Regions from separate parts of the Mus musculus genome. Here all the other regions are linked to region 1. Evidence: chromatin contacts called from public promoter capture Hi-C data. All regions are on one chromosome and are shown on one strand. The core of a region is the stretch at or near the end of the contact, and the rest is flanking DNA. Distances in the headings are between cores, read along the strand shown.

Evidence for each region. Promoter capture Hi-C pulls out the DNA fragments that hold promoters and counts their contacts.
Region 2: a contact with region 1 is called in a promoter capture Hi-C map of liver, with 2.2 times the contacts expected there. The contact joins the enhancer-like site here to the promoter of Ssr1 in region 1. A contact is called at or near these places in 13 of 39 promoter capture datasets (the 3T3-L1 cell line, 3T3-L1-derived adipocytes, the C10 cell line and 8 more), 1 of 484 Hi-C or Micro-C datasets (ventral hippocampal neurons), 6 of 115 datasets of contacts at active chromatin or transcription factors (craniofacial prominence, extraembryonic endoderm stem cells, neural tube and 3 more) and 1 of 9 other capture datasets (embryonic stem cells).
Region 3: a contact with region 1 is called in a promoter capture Hi-C map of the HPC-7 cell line, with 8 times the contacts expected there. The contact joins the enhancer-like site here to the promoter of Ssr1 in region 1. A contact is called at or near these places in 19 of 39 promoter capture datasets (the 3T3-L1 cell line, 3T3-L1-derived adipocytes, the C10 cell line and 12 more), 1 of 15 datasets of contacts at CTCF or cohesin (large pre-B cells), 5 of 484 Hi-C or Micro-C datasets (B cells, bone marrow-derived macrophages, cerebral cortex and 1 more), 38 of 115 datasets of contacts at active chromatin or transcription factors (the 230-238 cell line, DN3 thymocytes, acute myeloid leukemia and 27 more) and 4 of 9 other capture datasets (adipose tissue, embryonic stem cells, liver and 1 more).
Region 4: a contact with region 1 is called in a promoter capture Hi-C map of liver. The contact joins the enhancer-like site here to the promoter of Ssr1 in region 1. A contact is called at or near these places in 15 of 39 promoter capture datasets (the C10 cell line, the HPC-7 cell line, cranial neural crest and 9 more), 1 of 15 datasets of contacts at CTCF or cohesin (large pre-B cells), 3 of 484 Hi-C or Micro-C datasets (bone marrow-derived macrophages, cerebral cortex and embryonic stem cells), 31 of 115 datasets of contacts at active chromatin or transcription factors (DN3 thymocytes, the SCID.adh cell line, T-cell acute lymphoblastic leukemia and 24 more) and 3 of 9 other capture datasets (adipose tissue, embryonic stem cells and pancreatic islet).

The regions. Positions count from the first base shown.
Region 1 is chr13:37,992,895-37,995,607 of GRCm38.p6, reverse strand. Ssr1 (signal sequence receptor, alpha) reads left to right here and starts at 1,400. Exons shown (of 8, transcript NM_025965.4): 1 at 1,400-1,603. The coding sequence starts at 1,525.
Region 2 is chr13:38,581,514-38,584,226 of GRCm38.p6, reverse strand. No RefSeq gene overlaps it. Among named protein-coding and RNA genes, the nearest start is that of Gm40922, 28 kb to the right of the region's middle. Within about 2 kb of position 1,381, at least 12 of the 459 cell types and tissues checked have an H3K27ac peak or open chromatin away from gene starts, as enhancers often do. A contact at or near this core is called in liver and neural tube, where this site is marked.
Region 3 is chr13:37,439,833-37,442,545 of GRCm38.p6, reverse strand. No RefSeq gene overlaps it. Among named protein-coding and RNA genes, the nearest start is that of Gm4035, 6.1 kb to the right of the region's middle. Within about 2 kb of position 1,350, at least 106 of the 459 cell types and tissues checked have an H3K27ac peak or open chromatin away from gene starts, as enhancers often do. A contact at or near this core is called in the 230-238 cell line, B cells, the HPC-7 cell line and 10 more, where this site is marked.
Region 4 is chr13:37,464,594-37,467,306 of GRCm38.p6, reverse strand. No RefSeq gene overlaps it. Among named protein-coding and RNA genes, the nearest start is that of Gm40914, 21 kb to the left of the region's middle. Within about 2 kb of position 1,361, at least 12 of the 459 cell types and tissues checked have an H3K27ac peak or open chromatin away from gene starts, as enhancers often do. A contact at or near this core is called in liver and trophoblast stem cells, where this site is marked.

The DNA of each region.
Region 1 (2,713 bases), core at 151-2,650:
CTTGTACCGAAGATCTCACTGTCTCCCTTTCTGAGGTCTGACTTCAGGTGGTGGCACTTCTGACTCCTTAATGTTCATAGAATTTATAGACAGTCTCTTTCCCCTGTTCAGGTCAGACATGTGTTCATCTGATCTGAACCTACTGGGGTTAATTAAGTTGAGATATGGTCTGTGACTTCCACTTCAGTCATCTTCAACAATTCTGAGGGGAGTTTATTTGTCCCTCTGTGGCTCAGAGGCTCCAATGATCCTGGTGGCTGCTTAACCTGTGTAGTGGTTTGAATGAGAACTGCCCCAGTAGGCTTGTGTTTGAATGTTACATCCCAGTTGGTGGAACTGTTTGGTAAGGACTTATGTGAGGAGGTGCATTGTTGGGTGTGGGCTTTGAGGTTTCAAAAGTCCGTACCATTGGACTTACCTCTCTGCCTTGTCCTTTGGGGCTGAACATATAAGCTCTCAGCTTCCACGTTAGCACTGCCTGCCTGCTCCCATTCTCTCTGATGCGATGGTCAGGAACTCACCCTCTGAGACTGTAAACAAGCCTACAAATCAAACACTTTCTTTTATAAGTTGCCTTGGTAATGGTATCTCTTCACAGCAACAGAAAAGTAACCAAGACAGTCCCTGAATCAGGATTGTGGCTGGAGGTTCTCAGCGCAGCCACTACATCCCGAGTGTTTCACACTGACCAGCTGAAGTTGCCAGAAATATGCCAGAAGTGAGATCTTTGGCGTAGAAACTGCAGAAAGGCTAGGTAATTGCTAAGTTTGGGTTGTTAAGAAAAATTACAGAACTGAACCTCTAATGATCAGAGTTCAAGCCCAGAACCCATCTAAAATGTGGAGAGAATCAGTTCCCTAGAAGTTGTCCTTTGACTGACCTTTACATCTATCTGTGCACTGGCAATTATACACCAGAGAGACAGTCAAATTTAAAAGAATAAAACTCCAGAACTCCGATTGTTTATTGCAGGGGGGGTAGAATTTTGTGACAAGGTATTAACTCTGTAGCCCAGTCTTGCCCCGAACTCGCTACATAGCCCAGGCTGGTCTCCAGCTCGCTGCAATCCTCCTGCCTCCATCTCTCAAACTCTGGGGTTACAATGTGAGACATCACTTTCGGCTTTTTATTTTTATTTATTTATTTTGTCGTTATCCATATCCTTTACTTTCTGTCTTTCAACTGCCACACATGCGGGAAGTTTCCACTCCTTGGCCCCTCAAAGCAACGGGGGACAAAGCGATGCTAAGCATCTGGAAGAGATAAGCCTGCTCAGCTAGGCTCTCGCGGGAGCCCGTAGGCTCCCCTGGTCCCCGCCACCGCCGGCCACGTGATCTCCCGGCCCGCAGGCCCCGCCCCTGGGCGCTTAGAGGCCACGTCGACGGTGGCGGGGAGGGGCGACGGATGGCGCGCGTGCGTGCGTGCCCCGCCCCTCCACCGCGGCCCGGATGAAGAGTAACGCCATTACCGCCAGAGCCTCCGAGAGCCCTAGCGGACCCGCACCGGACGCTGACCGGCCGTACCATGAGACTCCTCCCCCGCCTGCTGCTGCTGTTCCTGCTGGCCTTTCCCGCCGCCGTGCTGCTCCGAGGCGGCCCCGGAGGTGAGAGACGCGGGGCTGGGTTGGGGACCGCGGCCGACCCCCGGCCCGGCTCTCGTGGGCCATGCTATCCCCCGCCCCGGGACCCCCCGCAGCTCGGCGTCCTCAGCGAGCGCGGGCCCGAAGCCCGCGGTCCGCAGGACCCACGCCAGGGTCGGCCTCGCTTCTCCGCCCGCGCTCGCCGCGGGCCGCCCGTCCCCAAGCTCTGCGCTGACGTGTCGCTAGCCACACGCCGGCGCGCCTCCATTCATTCGCCCACTGTAGATTCTTCTCCTCGGCGCGTGGATCGTGTTCGCCCGGCCCCCTCGCTCGCCCATCGCGGTCTGTGTGGACCGCGAGGCTCGGTGTCCAAATCCGTCCCCTTCCTCCGGCTGCTTGTCAGCCGCTACCGTAGAGTATGGCCGGATGGCCTCCTCCTTCCTTTTCTAATTTCTCTCCCCTCCCCTCCCTTTTCCAGCCAGTTTTTGCTGGTTGAAAATATGCTGCGAAAAAGTTATTTCGAGCTTTGTAAGTTTATTCTTTCCAACGATTGACCTGGGCTAAAAACTTGGCAGAATGTAAAAACGTAGAAACTTGTTCCCCCTTGCCCGCCATGTCCATTAATTTTGCTAGTTTATAAAAACAACTAGTTTGAGTGGTCACCAGAAAGAATTCCTTTTCTTTCTCTAAGTTTCTGTGGCCCAGGGCATGAGAAATAACGAGCCATGTTATGAACTCTTTGGCCAAGCACACAGAAGTGCTTGGCTTCTACTTAGTAACTAGTATGACTTTGAATTATAGCTGTTAGGGATTTTGGCTTGGGAGTGTGGTGGTGGGGACATAAGACAGATGTTGAGACCGAGTCTCATGTAGGTAACCCTGGCTGCGTTGTAAGTTGGTGCCCTAGCTAGCACGTCCTTGAACTTATGATCCTTGTGCCTGTACCTCTGGGGTGCTGGGTTTCAGGGTGTCACCACACCCCGTGGATGAAGTGGTGGGGATGAACCCAGGGCTTCCATCGTGCCAGGCATGCAAGGCACATATGCACACTACAACCTTAGACCATTGGGGTTTTCTTTCTTTCTTTAAATCTGGCTTTTGATAAATTACCTGTAAACTATGAATGAACTGTTT
Region 2 (2,713 bases), core at 132-2,631, 590 kb before region 1:
TGCTCTTCCCGGGTGTAGCAGAGAGGAACGACGGCTTTCCTTCAGATTATCTGTTATTGCTTGCTGGTGCTACTCGATTGCATGTATCCTTTATATACCTCTATGGAAAACCACATTTTTGCTACCAGCATGTAGCTTGCCCTTGTGATTGCTTACAGCTTGAACTCTTGATAACGTTACCCAGGTGACCTTTCTTTACCCCTCAGAGGATAAACTGTCTGGTGCTCTGAATAAAAGTTGCCAGTGTGTGAGACTTTTTGTCCGAGTAACTTACCAGCTCCATTCTCCCAGGTCCCACGGCCTCTAGAGTGGCGACACACTCCACTTCCAAATAGCCCAGTAATATTTCTGGAATAGAGGAAATGTCCTGAGCTCATGATGTACAGTAGTGAGGCCACTGGCCACATATGACTGCTGAGCTGAGCTGCCTGAAGAACCAAATGCCTCATTAACTGTAAACAGCAAAGCCACATCAGCTTCAATGTTCCTTATGAATAAGCCTGGGATTGTTTCTTTCTTTGTTTTCCACTTTGAGGTAAGATCTTGGAAACATTCTCTAAAGATCCCGCAACTTATGATGTAGCCCAGGTTGGCCTCAAATGCTCAATAGTCATGCCTCAGCCTTCGGAATACTGGGATTTTAAGACTGAGTCACCACACTGGCTTCACCAGCTTGTTCCACTTGAGTATCTAGCAAGCATTCCTGAGGACTGTCTTCCTTCTGGAACAGAGAATTGGCTCTCTCTCTCTCTCTCTCTCTCTCTCTCTCTCTCTCTCTCTCTCCCTCTCTCTCTCTCTCTCTCTCTCTCTCTCTCTCTCTCTCTCTCTCTTTTGGTTTTTTTCGAGACAGGGTTTCTCTGTATAGTCCTGGCTGTCCTGGAACTCACTCTGTAGATCAGGCTGGCCTCGAACTCAGAAATCCACCTGCCTCTGCCTCCCGAGTGCTGGGATTAAAGGTGTGCGCCACCACCCCCGGCTGGCTCTCTTTCTTAAAGGCCATTGAAAGCAACCCCAGAATGTCATTTTGCCACCCTTCACTCAAGTTGTAGGGATAGTGACACAGCTTGTCATTCTGTAAAGAGCTGGTTGCTCAGGCTCTCTCCTGGGCCCCTGCTAAGATCTCCACCAGCACTCCCTCCCACCCCGTCACACCCATGAGGTCTTTCCCTCTCACTAAGTGGCATAACCTATCCTTTTTAGATAATAACATTTCAAACATCTAATTTTTTCACAGCCAAGAGCAACATGGGAACTAGGAAATTCCACTGGCGAGCCAAACAACTTCTTGGCAGCAGCTGCCACGGCTCTGTATCTGTTTCCTTAGTTCTTAGCATAGGTCTGAGTAAGTTCTTCTCTGGATGGGTGGCTTGGTATAAAAACAACCCAGTTCTGTGTCTCAGAAGTGATGCTGCTAACAGCACAGCAGAGGGTTCTCCTTAAAGGGCCAAGCACCCTGGCAGCTGTCCGTATGAAAGATATGCTACGAAAACAAAGGCTATATGCAGCAATGCCTTGGGCTTGTACGGCAAGGGATGTAGAAACTGTAAACTCAAACAGGGCTGCATCTCAGTGGTAGAGCACTGTGTTCTAGCCCCAGCACTGTAAAAAACAAAACCCTTTAGACTCATCGCATTGGCTTGAGTACTTTTAAGGAAGACCTGGGACCCATAGAAGACTATAGCTTCACAGAAAAGAGAAGAACACATCCATTTCCCAGACATCTGCACTCCTGCCACATTCATTAGTTGCAAATGACATCATCTTGCCCTGGCCACATCGTCTTGTCCTATTTCTCACCAGTGCACTGGCTGACAGGTGCAATGGGCACTGCCTGCTCTTACCGTTACTGTGGCCAGACACATTATATTAAAGAAGCCACACCCTCTGGTTGCTGCTCAAAGGTGGCAGGGATGCGTCAGCTTCAAGTCTCCATCCATCTGCCTTCCTCCCTGGTCATCTTATAGTGATCCCCCAGTTCCCTCCCTGGCTCGCCTTGTTCAGCCTCACTGTTCAAGCCTTAGCTACTTGTGTGTGTGTGGGGGGGGGGGTCCTGGAATCTCACCTCCTGTAGCCCCACTTCTTGCTACTTAAAACACACCTGAGACCCCAGTTAATGGAGAGATACCCCCACCTCAAAATCAACATGCTATGGAGGAGAGAACTTGGTATCCTAGGGTTTGTAGAAATGTCCTTAAAATCTGTGTGTGTGTGACCCTGGACAAGTTAGCCCACCTTCCTGGGGCTCTGTTTCTCCCCTGTGAACTGTCAGGACATGAATCGCTTTGTTGTTAGTTTTTGTTTGTTTTACATTTATTTATTTATTTATTTATTTATTTATTTATTCATTCATTCATTCATTCATTCATTCATTCATTTACATTGGATCCCAAGTATCCCAGGCTGGCTTCAAATGTGCCTTACTGCTGAGGATAACTTTAAACAATGGATGTTGTTCTCAGTGCTGGGATTACAGGCAAGTGTCACCATGACTGGCTCACTGGATCCTCCCTTTCCCTCTTCCTCTCCTCCTCCCTCACCCTCTTTCCCTCCTTTTTGTCCTTCTCCTCCTCCCCCCCCCCTTAGTATACAGTCTAGCCTGCCCTGGAGCCCACCATGTACCCAAAATGTCCTTCAGTTTGCAATCTTCTCACCCTTGACCTCCCTAGTGCTAGCACTAGGTGTGTGCCAGGACACCCAGCTGATCCGCAGCTGT
Region 3 (2,713 bases), core at 101-2,600, 550 kb after region 1:
TGAGACAAAATACCTGACAGAAAATACAGCTTTTCTACGGATTTATGTCTTTCTTTTAATTTTTTTTTTTTTGACAAAGTCTCATTAATTGTCCAAGCTGGCCTTGAACTCACTTTGTCGAGGAGCTGGCCTTGCTTGATGTTTGGCTCTTTCTGGCTTACTTCATAAGCAGCTGTGGTTGCTTATGCTGGAGAGTCTGCCTTCCCTGAGATAAGCATCCTCCAAGGAGGAAGGTTTGTTCTGGCTCAGAGGTCGCAATCTGTGGTCATTGGGCTTCATTGTTTTTAAGGCCGTGGGAGGCCGTGATAAGGAGGCCACTGGACTCCTGACAGCCAAGAAGGGGAAGAGGAAGGGAGAGGGAGGGGAGGAGGAGAGAAGATGGGAGCTGAGGAGGAGGTAGAGAAGGAGGGGGAAGGGGAAGAGGTAGAGAAGGAGGGGGAAGGGGAGGAGGAGGGAGAGGAAGGAGAGAAGGAGGAGGAGGAGGGAGAGGAGGAGGAGGAGGAGGAGGAGGGAGAGGAGGAGGAGGGTATGACCAGCGGCAGAGAGGACTCAGCTAGTGGTCCCAGTACCCCACCTATCGAGAGCACATTCTCTAAACCTAACTTTTACTCTACCTACCTTTCAAAAGCTTTAAAATCTTTACAACCTTGCAAAAAGGACTCAAGTTACAAACAAAAACCCTTAACACACCAGACTCCGGGGAGACTTTTAAGATCCAAACTCTAGTGTCTATCTCTTATTGTCTAAGATTTGAGTCTTATCTCAGTCACAGGTTGGGCGTGCAGTCGACTGAGCTGTCTTTACCACCGGAGTCCTGCAGCCTTTGTTACCCCAGGAGAAAAGCCTGAGAGGCCCCATGTGTTCATGCTGGAACAAGGAACCAAAAGGGTCTGGGGACAGCAGCCAAGGGATGAAAGCCCCTTTCCTCACCCCGCAGGCTGGTGATGCTACTGGTACATAGCGAGTGGTTGCTATAAATTCCCAGATGTCTCCAGACTTTCCTCAGTGGCTATGTGACAAGACATTCATGCCTCCGCTTCTGTCACTCCTGCTCCCTGTACCCCCTTCCTGAGTTGAGTCTCTGTCTGCTTTGGGGTAAATTCTAGCTCAGGCAGACCAGGCAGGCCTGAGTCCTGAATCTTTGGGCTCTCTAAATAGTAGAAAGATGTAATGGGATATTGTGGGGGGCACCAAAAAAAGATACAGATGCCCAAAGGGAAAGGATGCTGCTGCCACAGTGGAGAAATAAACCAACGTGGACTAAAAATAGCACCGGGTTGGGGGTGGGGGGAGGAGGAGAGAATGGCCCACTATATTTTTAAACTGTTTTAACAGTGCAGAGAAGTGGCAAAACACCAGTCTCTGAGGAATATGGTTTGCTAAAGGGTGGGGCTGGGAGTTTGCCCACAATTATGCCCTAATGGTATTTTGCACTCCCTCTACATTCCATCCGTCAGTACATGCAAAACGGCCTTTCTCCCACATTCTTCTACAACACACTTGTAAAGGAAGCGAGCGAGCCTGTAGCTCTCATTGCTGGGATGGGAAACCAAGGCAAAATGACTGGTTGATCTGCCAAAGCCATAAGAGAAAGTCTTGCTGAGTTTGGGGTTACGCTTTGGGCTTCCCACTCTCTGTGGCTGTGGCTTTGGCCTGGCCCCGCCTTTTTACTGGATGTGACTCCAGGGCAGACAGTTTGCTAGGTTCCTGGAAGGCCGAGGTTTGCATTTGCACGAGCCTTGTAGTGGACTGGGACATTTCACAAGACAGGAGGAGAAAGCTGCAGCTGGTGTGTCTAAGAAAGGGAGGGGAGAGGAAATCTGAGGGCAAGCTGCACTGGGGTGGGGTGGCTTGTGCCCCTGCCTTCTGTCTTCCCATGACTGGACTTGTCTCTGCCCACGAAGAGCCTGCATCTCCTGCAGTGACAGCATAGGACAGGGCTGAGTCTTGTCCAAATATTGTTCTTCAAAACACCACTGTTCTTGGTCAAATGCAAAAGATAGTGAGGAGAACAATGCTCAACCTGCCCCCAATGTTAAGCTGCGGTTTTCTCTGCATACTGGGGGGGGGGGGGAGAAAGAAGAACTCTCAAGACAATTAGTGCCCACCTGTGAAGTTCTGGGCACCTGACAAAGGCGAGCTCAGCTACAGGCTTCTGCCTCTCAGCAAGGTTCTATTTTACTTTCGGCCTCCAGGCCGATGCTTGGCACTGCACTTTGAGTGTGGGGAAGATGGCTGGACCACAATGCCCTTGGCATGTATCAGTGGCATTTACGTGCTTCGCTTACCCCTTCTGACAGTCCTGAGAGGCACGCTTTACACCCACCCATCCTTTACAGATGAGCCATGAGAGGAGTTTAGCAAGGTAAGGTAAGCTGAGTGTCTCTAGACAGCCCCACCCTAGCCTGTGCGGTTTCCACCTCTGTGGAGAGAAGCCTCGCTGGGCTTCTGAACCCTGGCTGTTTCGTTAGCTTCCTACACAGCTGCCGGTGAGCAAGAGCTATCCTGGAGAGTCCTGGGCATGGTAATCTCAAATCATGGGTTTGTCCCTGGGTTTCCCCACCTTTTTTTGTTACGGGAGACAGGTTTTGTTTGCTTCCTAGAGTTTGTCTTTGGGTAACTGTCAGTGTACTCGGCTGTAACAAAGCAGGCAAGAGAGAAGCAACTGTTGAATGTTTCATTGATGCATCAGTTTATTGATGGCAGGAGGAAT
Region 4 (2,713 bases), core at 112-2,611, 530 kb after region 1:
TCATGTTTAAGGGCAATGCATATATGACCTCCAGTATATTCACTTATATTCCAGTATATATTCACTAGTCCTTTCTCAGTTACAAGCTTGCAGTTTTCCAGGACTCTCCCAAGGATCGTCCCAGTCCCTTCATTTACCTAAAAGATATGCCTTTGCTTTCTTGTACAACCTTAGTCCCATGCCTTGCCTTAATGGATTGCAGCCCTGTCCCAGGCACCTGCAGAGCCCCTCTGTAATCTCATGATCTATACGGAGATAAAGAAATCCCTCTGAGCAACGTAATTCCAAAAGCTACCCAAATACTATAGACTGCTATTGCTGGACATTTAAGCAACACTGTCCCTTAAGAAGCCCCCACCCATTCCTGGGTGTGTCCCATCTGTCCCCAGATGACCCTCTTTCTTCAGCCCCTGTGCTGAAATCTGTGTTAATATTTTTCTTCTGAATAAACTCCAACTCTGCTTCGTACCGGCTCAGGCTGAAATTCTCTGTGCAAAGTCAAGGGCCCCTACTGTACCAGGTAGAAGTGTGCAAGAAGAACCTGGATGCTACAGATGGAGCCCTGTCCCTGGCTCTCCTCGGCTGATGACAGGGACATATAACCCAGACCTCTGACTTCTTGCTTGGCAACAAATATATATACACGGAAGAGTTCCCAGGGTGGTGAAGGGCGAACTGTTGCCACAAATCAACCTGGCAGAGACTTTCGAGTGAGGGGGAGTCATCTCTTTACTCACCTCTCTAGTTCCCTGCCTAGACTCCTTTCTCTCCTCAGGTTGAGCCTTCAGCTATATCTGGGTCTCATTGTCTCTCTCACTGTCAACTACAGATTACAGCCCCTCGGCTACCCCCTGCTCCCCATATATATTTTCTTTACTCCCTTTCTCAGTAATTCTCTTTAGCCCCTCTGGTTCTGATAGCAATCTCTTTCCTTTCTGCCCTTCCAGAGGGCCAGTGGGAGGCTTCAGGGGAGAAAAACACACAAGGGACCACTCCCTAAGAGTGTGAACATCTCTTTACTCCTGGGGCAAGGGCTATCCTCCAGTCTTGTGGGAAAGCTCCCACCTTCTGTGTTCCTAGGAATGACACCATGCAGAGATCCACTTTCCCCTGCATGTTTAGATAAGAGCCTCTGTTGTGGGCTAAGTTATAGCCCCAAAATGTATATGCACAAGGTTTGATCCTCCACTTCTATAACGTAGAATGGCTGCGTATTAAGACAGACCATTTGAATGTGAAATTGAGTTAAAATGGTCATTTGAGTAGGCATTCATCCAACCTACCTTTATAGGAGGACATTAGGACTCTGACACACACAGGGAGATCAGCTACAAGCCTTGGAAGCAAGCCAGTCCATGACTTGGCCTTAGACAAGCGCTGTGAGGACATAGCTGTCTGCTGTTTTAGGTTGCCCTCTCTGTGGTATTTGTTATGCAGCCCCGGCAAACGGGTACACTCTCAAATGGTGTGCATGCCATGTGACACCCACAAGACTCCCAAATAGTTACCCTTATTTACCTCTGACAAGCCTAGAAACAGATCCTACACTTATCATTCCGTGTTTATTTAATGACTCATTCAACTGTCTGTCCTGCAAATGAGCTAAACACAGAAAGAGGGCTGTCTTGTCCAGGTGACTGATGGCTTTCTCACATAGCAAAAACACGGTACCTGTGTAGCAGCATCCTCAGATACAAAAGTCTAAATGACTACCATCTGGGGTGCTCTTGTCTTTGGATCTAGTTGCCTTTTTGATCACAATCCAAGGAGCTCCCCCCACCCCTCTTATGACTTAGAAGGAACCAGAACCTTGACCTGCGTTCTCCAAGGCCACGAACTGCTCCCCCATCTGTGCCTGATGATAGCAGATTCCACAGGGAACTCACTTCCTCCTGCCTGAACATCTTCCCATGGCAAAATAGCAAAGATTTGATTTTCACTCTTAACCTTTAGGTAGGTTGTTTTGTTTTGTTTTGTTTTTCCTTGAGCACCTTCTTGCTACATCATAACACAGCAGAAGAGAAAAGTAGCCAAACACATCCTTTGTTTGCAGGAGCCTGTTTCTGAGATAAGTAACCCATTCTCTTGATAGCAGCGTTAACCTACGCATGACTTAGAACTGCCAGCACTCAAACACCTCTGAAAGGCCTCAGTTCTTAATATTGTTACCATGGTAGTTGATTTCCACAGGCATGATGGAGGAGATGTTCAAACCATGGCCATCATTGATTTTGCTAATGGCTTGTGATTCAAAAGTAGACATATTATATAAAAATATAATATAGTGTCTGTTTTCACAGAGTACCTTCTTAACAGCATGAAGCTTCCATCATAGAGTGGTCCAAATCAGCACAGTACAAAAGAATGCCTTGTCAGACATAGCTAAGTACAGGATATCAAACCGGGGCAGCCTGTTCCTACCAGAACCTCCTGAAGTAAGAGATACTTGGAGATGTTGTAAACAAAAAGAACATTAACCTCGAGACATGAAAGTGGAAAAGGCCCATTTAGTCCATCGCTCTTGTGCCCTTGTCAAAGGGACCCTTTGTCTTATGTCCACACTAGTGTGCAAGAAGAGACAACTAGCTCTGCCCGTGGGTACTCAAGGCAACACAGCCCATTGTTAGTTACTGCTTTTGATTTCTCAGCATCCTCCCTAGGGATGCACGAGCCATATCTATGGTGAAGAATTTGGTCATTGATCATGGGAAGC